Linked DNA regions of Mus musculus: region 1 is linked to region 2. A link is a contact called in public Hi-C data. All regions are on one chromosome and are shown on one strand. Each heading gives the region's core, a stretch centred on a gene start, on an enhancer-like site or on the middle of the called end of the contact. The rest is flanking DNA. Distances are from core to core; before and after follow the strand shown.

Region 1 (6,006 bases), core at 1,173-3,672, 710 kb before region 2:
GTAGCACCAGTTCTTTGGTTAGCTGGGCCCTCTGCCCTCTGACTATCTATGGCTTCTGCCCTCTGGTCAGGTGGGACTCCTGCCCTGAGATAAGCTGCAGCCTCTACCCTCAGATTAGCTTCAGCCTCTGCCTTTGGACTAGCTGCAGCCTCTGCCCTTGGACTAGCTTCAGCCTCTGCCCTTGGACTAGCTGCAGCCTCTGCCCTTGGACTAGCTGCAACCTCTGCTCTTGGATCAGCTGCAGCCTCTGCCCTTGGACTAGCTGCAGCCTCTGCTCTTGGATCAGCTGCAGTCTCTGCCCTTGGACTATCTACAAGCTCTGCCTTCTGGTTAGCAGCAGCCTCTGCTATTGGACTAGCTGCAGCCTCTACTCTTGGATCAGCTACAGCCTCTGCCCTTGGACTAGCTGCAGCCTCTGCTCTTGGATCAGCTGCAGTCTCTGCCCTTGGACTATCTACAAGCTCTGCCTTCTGGTTAGCAGCAGCCTCTGCTATTGGACTAGCTGCAGCCTCTGCTCTTGGATCAGCTGCAGCCTCTGCCCTTGGACTAGCTGCAGCCTCTGCCCTGGGACTAGCAACAGCCTCTGCCCTGAGACTAGCTGCAGCCTCAGTCCTTGGACTAGCTGCAGCCTCTGCCCTTGGACTAGCTGCAGCCTCTGCTCTTGGATCAGCTACAGCCTCTGCCCTTGGACTAGCTGCAGCCTCTGCTCTTGGACTAGCAACAGCCTCTACTCTTGGATCAGCTGCAGTCTCTGCCCTTGGACTAGCTGCAGCCTCTGCCCTTGGACTAGCTAGAGGCTCTGCCCTCTGGTTAGCTGCAGCCTCTGCCCCCTGGTTCTCTGCAGCCTCTGGGTGCTCCTCAGCTGGCATGCCTGTTCCCTGAGCGAAGGGTGGCACCTGCTCCTTCCTGCATCGTCTCAGGGAAACCCACTTGATCTTGGGCTTCCAGCGTCTAGTACCCAGCATCTGGTCACTCCGGTCTCCTGTGTTTCTGGAGCTATCATCGTCCGAGCTGGCTTGGCTGTGTCTCATTTCTCCAGCCCTCTCAGCTGCTGTGGAGGCCTGCTGGGTCTGGCCCACCTCGGAGCCTGATCTGGGTGCCCAGCCCTTCACCCTCTGTTTCAGCTTCCCCCAGGACACCTGGCTAACATACTCCCTCCATCTGTCGGCCTTGGATGGCTGGGGCCCCAGGTTGTTCTCAAACATGGGCACTGGAAGATTGACTCGGCGTCGTGGAGGAGGCGCGCTGGGCTTCTCCCCACGGCGGAGGAAGGCCTCCACCAGCTCCTGATCATCCTCACTCTCCACATCGCTGCCCAGGAATTTGCTGCCCAAGTAACTGACCGGCATTTTGCGCACCTTCCTGGTCCTCCCGGAGGAGCTCCTGTTGCCTTTGACTTTGGAGGTATCGAAGTCACTCAACTCACTGTCGCTGCCATTGCTGCTGTCATAGGTACCTACAACCAGCCGAAGTGGAGGAGTGACCATCTGCGGGACTCTCCTCACTCTCAGCTCCTTGGTTCTTTTGCGGGGTTGGGGTGGGTGTGGAGTGCTCTTTTCGATGATACGGGCCACATCTTCCAGGGTGCGGCCCTCCTCCTGCAAAAACTGGATTAGCCGCTCCCGAAACTCAGCTTCCTTCGTTGCAGGCTTGGAGATGACTCTCCACACGCCCCCAGCCAGGCGGACCTCCCGGGGGATGAGCAGATAGTCAACATCCTCCCCAATCTGCAGCATCCCCACCGTGGAGTCCTCTTCTTTGCGGAACACCTTTCCGATTTTCTTAAAGGTGCCCACAGGCCTTAAGGCCTCCACTAACACGTCCAGATCGACATCTTTGCAGACGTCGGGGACACTCCAGAGGATCAGGCAATCGGGAGACGGAAGGAAGCCCCAGGGGAACCATCCCCCTACGTGGCTTTTTTCGAGAGTCTTTAAGATCTCCAGCGTGGACGCTCGAGTGGGGGCAAAAAGCCCAGACACTTGGCTGCTAGTCTTGGGGAGGGGGCGGTGGACAGTCCTAGCAACTCTGCTCGCACAGAGTGTCTCCTCCCTACAATTTTCTCTTCAGGAAACAAGTCCAAGTTGGCTTCCCCAACCCCCTCGGAGTTGTAGCAAGCAGTTTTCCAGGATGCTTACATGAACTGAAGCACGCTCATTCCCGAGGCTCAAAGTTCAGTCCAAACTGGAATCGCCAGTGTCCCGGCTCCAAGTTGGGGTCCCACGAGCTCCGATCGCTTCTCCCTTGCCCCAGACACCAGGATATAGCTGAAAGTTCTTGGGAGGACTCTGCAGACAAAGACGGCTCAGCGTGGCCTTTCAATATGGCGAGGTGCTTAAAGGCCTCCGCCCAGCCCCGAGGAGGGTCTCCCGCCCCCAGGCAGTCTGCCACCCGCTCCAAACTGACCTTGCGCTCAGTCTGTGGTGGAGCTGAGAGCCGCAGGAAGTTTCTGGGCGCCCTCCCCTCCTGGGTGAGGCCCACCTTCTCCTTCTCATCTTACACTCTAAGCCTGGGAAGACTGGCAGCGGGGCTGTCCACTCCCCTTCAGGGCAGCCTCCCTCTCCTCCCCCACAGAGGTGTGGCTGCCCCCCAGAGCCTCAATGGGGCCAGGGCTTCCCTTAGCTGCAGCCAAAACCCACGTCATCATCCTTCCCAAAAGGCAACGGGTCCCCCAACCTGCCATCCTAGACGTGCAAGCCCAAAAGGTGCGAGTGCTGATGGCTCAAATCCTTTGAAGGCTATTGCAATTATGAACGTGCGTTTAAAATTAAGGGGATGGGACTAGAGGTGGCTCAATGGTTAGGAGCATGGGCTACCTTTATGTAAGACCTGGGTTTGACTCCCAGAACCAATACGATGGCTCAAAACCCTGTTTATTTCCAGTTCCAGGGGATCCAATACCCTCTTCTGATCTCTGTGAGCACTGCATATACGTGGTACACACACACACACACACACACACACACACACACACACACACACACACACAGAGAGAGAGAGAGAGAAGACATTCATGCACACAAAAAGGGGCACACAAGATAACCCAATGGGTAAAAACATTTCCCCAAAGCCTGAATTCAATCCCAGAACCCACATAAAACCAATTCTACAAAGTTATTGTTCAATCTCCACATGTGCACCCCTATACACAGATTGTACATATATTAATTCACACACGATAAACACGGGTTTTGTTTGTTTGTTTGTTTGTTTGTTTGTTTTTCGAGACAGGGTTTCTCTGTGTAGCCTTGGCTGTCCTAGAACTCACTTTGTAGACCAGGCTGGCCTCGAACTCAGAGATCCACCTGCCTCTGCCTCCCAAGTGCTGGGATTAAAGGCGTGCGCCACCATGCCCAGCCCGATAAACACGTTTTTAAAGTAAAATATTTTCTTGGAGTTGGAGAAATGGCTCCATGGTTAAAAGCACAGGCTGCTCTTTCAGAGGACCTGGGTTCAATTCCCAGCACCCACATAATGCTCATAAATGTCTGTAACCCCACCTCTAGGGGATTTAACACCCCCCCCCCACTGATATACATCAAAACACCAAAGCACATAAAATAAATATATTTTTTAAATAAAAAATTTTCTTAAAAATAAAAAAACCTTTAAGATCACAGAGATGTTGTACCCTCAGTTCTTAGTTTATGTATCCCACGTGGCCTCAAACTTTCAGGGATCCTCCTGCCTCAGCCTCTGTCTACTAGGCTTTACGTAGGCCACTATTATCAGGCTTAAGCAACAACAACAACGGCCAGGTAAGGAAGTGACTTTAATATCAATATAAGAACATATATCAGGCATGGGATGCACACTTGTGATCGCAGTAATTGAAGGCAGGGGGATGAGGAGGGTAAGGTCACTCGCAACTTCAGAGAGCTCACACCAGCCTGAGCTACAAGAGACCCAGGGGCTGGAGAGGTGTCTCTGTGATTAAGAGCGCTTGCTGCTCTTATAGAGGATTCGGTTCCCAGCACCCACGTAGTGGCTTACAGTCACCCAGAACTCCAGTTGATGGGGATCTGATACCTTCTAACCTTCACAAGAAGCATGCCTGCAAAGGTTACGCAAGCGAGAGCGCGCGTGCGTGAGCGCACACACACAATCATAAAAAAAAAAAATTAAAGTAAGATAAACATTTGTGATTTTATTTAACCCAGAAAAACCTTGGAGGCAGATCATGAGCAATGAGGAAAAGGGAAAGGGGACGGAGAAAAAGAAGGTGCAGGAGAGGATTTTTCAGGTTCAGGTTTGGAGTCGGGGTGGGGTGCTTTGTTTGGGTCCTGTCCTGGCTTCAACGTCCCCATTGGGGGTAGGAGGGAGGACGCTTTTGCTGGCTCTGCTTAGGTGAACTTTCCTCCTCTTCACGACATGGAATTCTAGCTGCTCAGCCCAAGGCCTTGAACGTGACTAGTGGTCTCCAAGGCAACAAGGGGCCCTGGCTGAGCTTAGGGGAGAAGCTGGGAACTTCCACACAGCAGGCACAGAGGCAGCCCCTCCTCTGGCCCCTCCAGCCTTCCTTAGGCCTCTTCCCCAAAGCAGAGGTGCTTTGAAGAGAAGCCAAGACACCCCTACCACACCCCGCAAGGGCTTTTAAAAGTGGTGGCGTGTGAATTCTAAGTCTTGAGGTTGGGGATTTAGCTCTGTGGGGGAGCATTTGTCTAGCAAGCATTGGGTGGGGGTTATAAAGAACCCTAAATCATGGGGCTGGAGATGATCCTGGAGAGTTCAAGCGCTTCCTGCTCTTTGACGAGGACCAAGTTCAGCTCCCACATGGTGGCTCTCACAAGCATCTGTAACTCCAGGTCCAGGGGATCCCGTGCCTCTTTTTGACCTCCAGGGGAACCCGGCAGACACATGGTACACATGCATACATACAGGTAAAATAGGTCTAATTTTAAAATCTTCTTAACCTGGTTCTAATCGTGTGATCCAGGCTTCTCTGGAGGCCGAGACAGGAAGATCAAAAGTTCAAGGGCTTAATTTCTCCCCCCACTCTGGCTATATATTTATTTCATGTATGTGGGCACACTGTCACTGCCTCCAGACACAGCAGAAGACAGCATCGGATGCCCATTACAGATGGTTGTGAGCCACCATGTGGTTGCTGGGAATTGAACTCAGGACCTCTGGAAGAGCAGTTGGTGCTCTTAACTGCTGAGCCATCTCTCCAGCCCAAGGATTCAATTTCTAACTATAATTCCCAGCCGTGTGTGTGTGTGTGTGTGTGTGTGTGTGTGTGTGTGTGTGTGCACATACACACATACATCTTAAAAGTGAAAATCACAGATGTTTGATATTCTTATAATTACCAGCCCCTGGTCATTTCTGCTGGGTGTTTTAAATCATCCAACCAGAGGTAGAACCATAATATAATTTATAACTTTATACTGTTTAAAAGAACTTTTTTTGTGGCTGAGTGATAGAGCCCCTGCCTAGAACCCCCCAGGGAGAGTGGCTCAATGATAGAGTGCTGGGTTTTGGTGGCAAGGCTCTAGTTTGGGTCCCATCGATCCAATAATAATAATAATAATAATAATAATAATAATAATAATAACTTTAATAACATTGAAAGCTGATATCTGAACCAGCCCCTTGTGTGCTGTGGGGCAGTACTTTGCAGAGGAAGGAACCTGAAGAAGTTAGTCTTTCTTCCTTCAGTCCTGAGGGTCACTGAGCTGAAGGTTAGTAGCAGCTTCTCACTGTCAGGGCCTCTCTGTCTGCCTCGAGGAAAAATCCTCTGCTGCCAGGACAACTGAGATGTGCTAGGGGAGAGCTCCCAAGGACCCAGCCAGAAACCCGGCCTCCTTATTCGCATTCCACATTCCACTGTTTCCCGGCTTTACTCCATGCCTGCCTCATCTTGCTGGTTGTTGGTTGTTTTTTTTTTTCGGGGGGGCGGGGGGGGGGCAGGTCTAGATGGTGGCAGAGCTCTTGCCTATGGGAGAGACCCTGGGCTCCATCTGCAGCACCCACAAGCAGAAACAAAGACCTCAGGGTTCTTTG
Region 2 (6,724 bases), core at 828-3,327:
GCACACAGGCACACAGGCACACAGGCACACAGGCACACAGACAGGCATGTAGGCAGGCAAGCAGGTACACAGACAGACAGGCAGACAGGCAGAGTTGCCCCTGTTGAATTTCAGTGAAGTATTGTTGGCAATTCCTGCTAACAGAAATAACTCTAACACCCATGAGACAGGTTGGACATATTGTGGCCATTTGTCAGATGGGATATCTTACAGCAGCTTAAGGTGGTCAGTTTGGTGGGCAGAGCTGCTCAGACCTGTAATCCTACCCTAGCACTGAAGAGGCTGAAGCAGGAGAGTCAGGAGTTTGGGGCCAACTGAGATATTGTCTTAGTCAACATTTTATTGCTGAGATGCAACACGTGACCAGAAAGCAAGTTGGGAGTAAAGGGTTTATTTGGTTGGTTTTCATATCAAAATCCATCATTGGAGAAAGTCAGGATAGGAACTTAATCAGAGTAGGAACCCAGTGTGTTTGCTCTCCAGACAAACACCAAAAAGCTACAACCTGGGGGCAGCAGTTAATGCAGAGGTCATGAAGGAGTGGTACTTACTGGTTTGCTTCCCAACAGCTGTCTCAGCCTGCTTTCCTATAGAACCCAGGACCATCAGTTCAGAGATCAGGCACCACTCACAATGGGCTAGGCCCTCCCCCATCAATCACTAATTATGAAAATGCCCTACAGCTGGATCAATCCCCAGCAACCACATGGTGACTTACATGGCAGCATTTTCACAACTGAGGCTCCTACCTCTCTGATGACTCTAACTTGTGTTAAGGACAACAAACCAAGCCAGTACAGATATTTTTTTTTTAAAAAAGTAATAATTAAAGTGCCAGCACATTGCTCAACAGGTAGAAGAGGTTGTGCACCTGACAGTCCAGGGGTCAAACTGAGGTCATAATTGGCCCAGTGTCTTTACTCTCTCAGCCATGTCACCCTGCTTTTTCTCTCCCTCCCTCCCTCCCTCCCTCCCTCTCTCTCTCTCTCTCTCTCTCTCTCTCTCTCTCTATCTATCTATCTATCATGCTGTTTTTGACCCCGAGGCAATCCTCCTGCCTCAGTCTCCCAAGTGCTGTAATTAGAGGCATGACACCCAGCTTTGTATAGTTGATTTTTTAATATGAATTTATTGTACTTTTATTGTTTTGCCAGTTGATAAAATAGACATATCTGATAAGTTATTTTTAATTATTATAAATACAAAAAAAGGCATGCTTTAAATAACTTGGAAGATTCTACTAGCTCCTTTTTGTTGCTTCTTCAAATCAGAAAGAACATTGCTTTTGTAGTGGACGTATTTTGCCACGACGCCCAGCTTTGTAGTTGACTTTTTTCCTTTTTTTTTTTTTTTTTTTTTTCAAGACAGGGTTTCTCTGTGTAGTCCTGGCTGTCCTGGAACTCACTCTGTAGACCAGGCTGGCCTCGAACTCAGAAATCCGCCTGCCTCTGCCTCCCAAGTGCTGGGATCAAAGGCTTGTGCCACCACGCCTGGATAATGTTGATTTAAAAAAAAAAAAAATATATATATATATATATATTTTAAAGACTTCATGTGAGTGCACTGTCACTGTCTTCAGACAGACCAGAAGAGGGAATTGGATTCCATTACAGATCGTTGTGAGTCACCATGTGGTTGCTGGGGATTGAACTCTGGAGGAGCAGACAGTGTTCTTAACTACTGAGCAATCTCTCCAGCCCCTATATAGTTGATTAAATTTTTTTTTCTATTTTTATGAATTGGTTACAGTTTCTATAATTAAGGTTTCATTTGCAAGAAGAGGTAATGAAACCAGTTTAGGTTTTCTGGGGTCCCTGTAAAATGTCTGATTTCTACTTAGTAAAATCGGAAATCAGTAAGCCAAAAAAGGAGCCCAGAGATTTAGGGCTACATGTCTGTGGGTTCAAGTCCCACCTCGTGCCCCCAGTCCAATCCCTGAAATCAGAAAGAAGAAACAGGCTTCTGCTACCTTCTGCAGAGCCTGAGCGGGTGCGGACCCTTTAAGGCACCCGGAAATGGGATGTCAAGACCGGAAGTGCCCTACTTATTTCCTCTCTTCACGTGGTGCGGGCCGGAAGTGACGAGTGAGGCCCGGGAGCTGTGGACGCGAAGGCGGACGAAGCCGGAGTCGCAGACACCGCGGGGTCTCCGGGACAGGTGACCGGGGGAGGGGGCCGGGAGCGCGCCCGGAGAGGGCGGGGCCTGGTCGCCCACGTGAGGGGAGCGTGAACGCGCGCGGACTGGGAGGCGAGCCGCCGGCGGGGGCGGGGTCAGGGTACTCTGCGGGGGGCGGGAACCCGACGCCCACATGTGTCGCTTGAGGGGTGCTGAGGTTGGGCGGTGAACACGTGGGCAGAGCCAGACGCGCGGGTGCTGGCAGGCCCGAAGCCCTGGCGGCTGCCAGAGTGGGGCGGGGCTTGCAACGCTGTGTCGGTCTGGGGGCGGGGCCAGAGTTTTGCCTGGAGGACTAGGGGCCCGGCTCGGGACGTTGGGCGGAGACGCTGGGGGCGGGATCAAAGAGTGTAGGATGGGGATAAGAGGCGGAGTCTGGGCGTTAGCACGGTGGAAACTGGGGGCGGGGCTAAAGTGTTGGGGCGTGTAAGGGGTGGAGTTTGGTCGGTAGGCGGGTGAACCTGGGGGAGTGGTCAAAAATGGTGGGCGGAGTAAGATGGGGGCGGGGCTAGAGTATTGCTTGGGGCCTTACAAGTTAGTCTTTGCTGTAGGGAGTGCCACAGGGCGTGGTCATGAGGGCCAGGGGTGGAGCTAAGGGGGGGTGGATGTGTTTGGGGCGGGGCCAAAGTTTGGAGGGGAGTGGGGAAAGGGGCAGGGTTTGGGCTTTGAGTGAAGAGGTGATGACTGAGTTGCGGTGTTGTGCTGGGTTTGGTCAAGATGCTGGGGGTGTAGCCGGAATGTTGTCCTCAGTGTTTTAGGTATTGATTGCTGCACTAGGGCGTGGTTACATTATTTATTGCATGGGACTAGTGTTTGGGGCGGAGACTTCCTGGGCTAGGCAGGAAAGTTTTTTGGTTCTGGTGCTGGGTCCTGATTCTTGCCCAGAAGCTAGGGGAGGGTCCAGGGGCTGGCTGAGACTGGGTGGAGGTGGAGCTACGATGTCAGGGATTTTGCGGGTGGGGCTAGGGTGCTGGTGGAGAATGGCGAATGGCGGGGATAGAGTTAGGAAGTTTTTACTGAGCTGGGGAGCGGGGCCAAACACAGGCAGGGAAGTAGGGAACTCAGAGGCGGGGTCAGAATGTTTCCCAGTCTGTTGGGGGGCGGGCCAGTTAAATTGGAGGTGGCGCCAGAGTGTGAATTTTTGGTGGGCGGGGCCAGAAGTCTGGAGGGAAAGGAGGGGCTTGAAGTTTCACCCTAGGTAGGGGTGGGACCACAGACGTTTTTGCAGGTCAGGGATGCGGTTGCTGCTGGCAGTTTTCTCTTGTAAGCCTCTGTAGAAGTTCTGTCATCTGCCTTGAGTATCACTATGAAGGTCAAGTCTGGTCCAGGAAGGCCCCTGCGGTGGATCCTGGGCCTGCTTGCTGAATCTTTTCCGCCTTGGTAGGATGAGTGCCTTTTTAGGATGCTGGGGGCTGGGGAGTCATGGACTAAAGTCCGTGTTGGGCAGACAGAGTTGGAACCGTTTTTCATTATGATTTTTGTTTGTTTGTTTTGTTTTTCGAGCCTTGGCTGTCCTGGAACTCACTCTGTAGACCAGGCTGGCCTCAAACTCAGAAATCCGCCTGCCTCTTGTCTCCCAAGTGCTGGGATTAAAGGCGTGCGCCACCACTGTCCGGCTTTCATTATGATTTATTTATTTTGTGCATGTGTGCGGGATCACATGGAGGTCGGAGGACAACTGGTGGGAATCATTTCTCTCCTCCTTTGTGGGTCCTGGGGATTGAACTCAGGTCTCCAGGCTTGCAGCAAGCACCTTTACTCCAGGAGATCCCTCTGGCCCTCTAGAAGTAACTTTTGCAGGTTGGAAGGAAAGATTGTAGCTGACCTATTGAGATCCAGATCCTGGCTAAAATTGTCATAGGAAATGGAGCCTGGACTGACGCCTTTGGAGGAATTAGTATGAGTTACAGGGGTGGGTCAGAATTTTCCCAAGGTGGGTCTGACTAATTGCATGGGTGGATCTAGAACTGAAGGGCGGGGTTTGTGTTTAGAGAGGCGAGGCTAGTACTTGAGAATTCCCTTGATGAAGTACAAGTGCATTTTCCTGTGAGTCTGTGTTTTTGGAACCCTCAATAAAGGAGAAGAGACAGCATTTCAGAATGCTGTTGATCTTAACATACTGTTCTCTCTGCTTGCAGGAGCTTCCAGTGCTACATGTATTTTCTGTGAGGGAGATTACAGCCAATGATGGTGAGCTGGAGAGGGGTGGGCAAGGTGCCCTACAGAGACCAAACCCTTAGGTCCTGGGTAAAATGCCCATGTGGCAGGAAGATTTTTCTTTCCGCCTTTCAATTGCTTCCTTACCACAGGCTACCACACTAGATTTGAAGTCAAAGGAGGAGAAGGATGCAGAATTGGACAAGAGGATCGAGGCTCTTCGTCGGAAGAATGAGGCCCTCATCCGGCGCTACCAGGTGCCCTAGCCCTGCCCTGGAGACCCCATCCCCTCTCCTCCCCGCAGTGAGTTTTCCCCACCTCTCCCTTCAAGCGTTCTCATGTTTCCCTTTCACTCACAGGATGCAAGCCAAAGACCGTGGTCTGGCCTCCCTCCCTCCATCCTGTCATTCATTCATTCATTCATACATTCTTTCATTCATGGATTCACACTTTGCTCACTGATGCCTTCAGAGTCCCTGCTCAATGCTGAGTGGTCCTGGGGACACAGTCCCCAGACCTGTTCTTAGGGTTCTGTGTCCAATTTGGGACATAGTTGCCCTTCGTGATGACCCAGAGTAGACAAGGATGGGCTGGGGGAATGAGTGGATCTGTGGGAGTCCAGAGCGCTCTCTCTAGCCTGAAGACATTAGGGAGGGCTTTCTGGTAGAGGGGATTCTGAGAACTGAAGGGTGCCTCAGTATTTGAAAAGGAAATGGGTATACATTTCACACGGGGGAGTTTGGGCAAATGTTTGGGTGCAAGAGAGGGCTTAGTAAATCAGCTGATGGAGAATTGGTCTAGGGAGGTCATGAGGGGCCAACCATATAGGTTGGAGAATGCCTAAGGGCACTAGGGAGCCATAGAGGGCTTTGAATGTGAGAGAGACCTGGTGAGACTACTCTGCATAGGAGACATTTTTTCTGTGCAGTGGTGGATGGTAGGGTGTCATTATAGAGTTCAGATAGAAAGGTGGGGCAGGGGCCCTAGTGGGGGAGGACAGGCGTGACTCAGTGACCAAGGGCAGTTGGGGCTAGAAAGGGAAGAGGAGGGAGGGTCCAGAGCAGGGCCCAAGAGGACATAGTAGAGCTATCTCTAGGAAGGGACCTAGGAGAAGGGTGGCCCTCATTGACTCATTTTTCATGCATTCATTCATAAAGTCAAAACAAAAAAAAAGTTGGGTTTGATTGTATGCCAGGCAGCACTGGAGGCTGGGAGGAGGGGCGCATCCAAGAACAGTCCCAACAGGTATCCCGTGCTTTACCAAGCAGGTCATGAGAACGGAGAAAGGCAGGTTGATGGTGAGACATCTGAAACCTGAGTAGTTACAGTACAGGCTCACAGAATGCACTGTAGCAGAGCAGCTAGTACAAAGACCCAGGGCAGTTCTGAGCCCCGGGGAATAGCGAGAAGGCCAGTGCAGATAGGCAGGAGAGGGGCCCCCACTGTGGGCTCCATGGTGATAGGGAAGCATTTGGCTCTTACTGATGGGCTTACTCACAGTGGGGGCTTTGGAGCAGCAGAGTAACATGCAGGGGTTTGATGGAAGTCGCTGTGACCCATGGCTAAAGCTCTGGAGAAAAGCCTGAGTAGAGGTGCAGGGCAAATGCAAAGGACTATGGGAGTCCAGCTGATGGACAGGACCCCTAACACTCCATTCCCCTGGGTATTTGCTTCTAGGAGATTGAGGAGGATCGGAAAAAAGCTGAACTGGAGGGCGTGGCAGTGACAGCCCCCCGGAAGAGCCGCTCCATGGAGAAGGAGAATATGGCAGTGGAGGTGGAGAGCCCAGCGTGTCTGAATCCGCAGGATGGGGAGGAGGCTGAGGGCTGAGGCCTGGGACCAAGACCTACCAGCTGCCTCTTAGCCTGGGATGCTCCAGTCTGTCTAACCTTTGATTGATTCCTTTTTCCTTTCCCTTTCAGGAGAAGAGCCTGGGTCCCTCTCGGAGGACTCCTGGGACTCCTCGACCCCCAGGGGCCAGCAGAGGGGGCCGGACCCATCCCCAGCAGGGAGGCCGGGCAGGCGTAGGCCGGGCATCCCAAGGCTGGGAGGATGGTGCTGGGGAGCAGCTTCGAGGGGGTCCTGGGGGCCGGGGCCGGAGGGGCCGGGGCCGGGGATCCCCTCATCTCTTAGGGGCAGGAGACAACTCAACCTCTGATCGAAAGTCTAAGGTAGGCACCAAGCAGGCCATGAAGTTTGGGTCAGGGTTTTCTGTTCCTTGTTTTTTACTCATTCATTCATTCATTCATTCATTCATTTATTTTCTGGTCTTGGGATTGAAATTGGGGCCTTGTGCATGTTAAGTGAGTCCTTTACCATTGAGCTACATCTTTAGCCCTTAGCTCTTATTTTGAGACAGGATATCTATCATCTCACTAGGTTGCCCAGGCTGGCT

The links. Hi-C and Micro-C count contacts between places; a contact is called where the count stands out from the background.
Region 1: a contact with region 2 is called in a Hi-C map of nephron progenitors, with 5 times the contacts expected there. The contact joins the promoter of Ccdc8 here to the promoter of Ccdc9 in region 2. A contact is called at or near these places in 1 of 484 Hi-C or Micro-C datasets (nephron progenitors), 1 of 115 datasets of contacts at active chromatin or transcription factors (memory CD8 T cells) and 1 of 9 other capture datasets (adipose tissue).

The regions. Positions count from the first base shown.
Region 1 is chr7:16,990,318-16,996,323 of GRCm38.p6, reverse strand. Ccdc8 (coiled-coil domain containing 8) reads right to left here and starts at 2,422. Exons shown (of 1, transcript NM_001101535.2): 1 at 1-2,422. The coding sequence starts at 1,736.
Region 2 is chr7:16,282,133-16,288,856 of GRCm38.p6, reverse strand. It overlaps Ccdc9 (coiled-coil domain containing 9), which reads left to right and starts at 2,077. Exons shown (of 14, transcript NM_001382411.1): 1 at 2,077-2,157; 2 at 4,311-4,362; 3 at 4,482-4,586; 4 at 6,007-6,105; 5 at 6,252-6,500. The coding sequence starts at 4,357.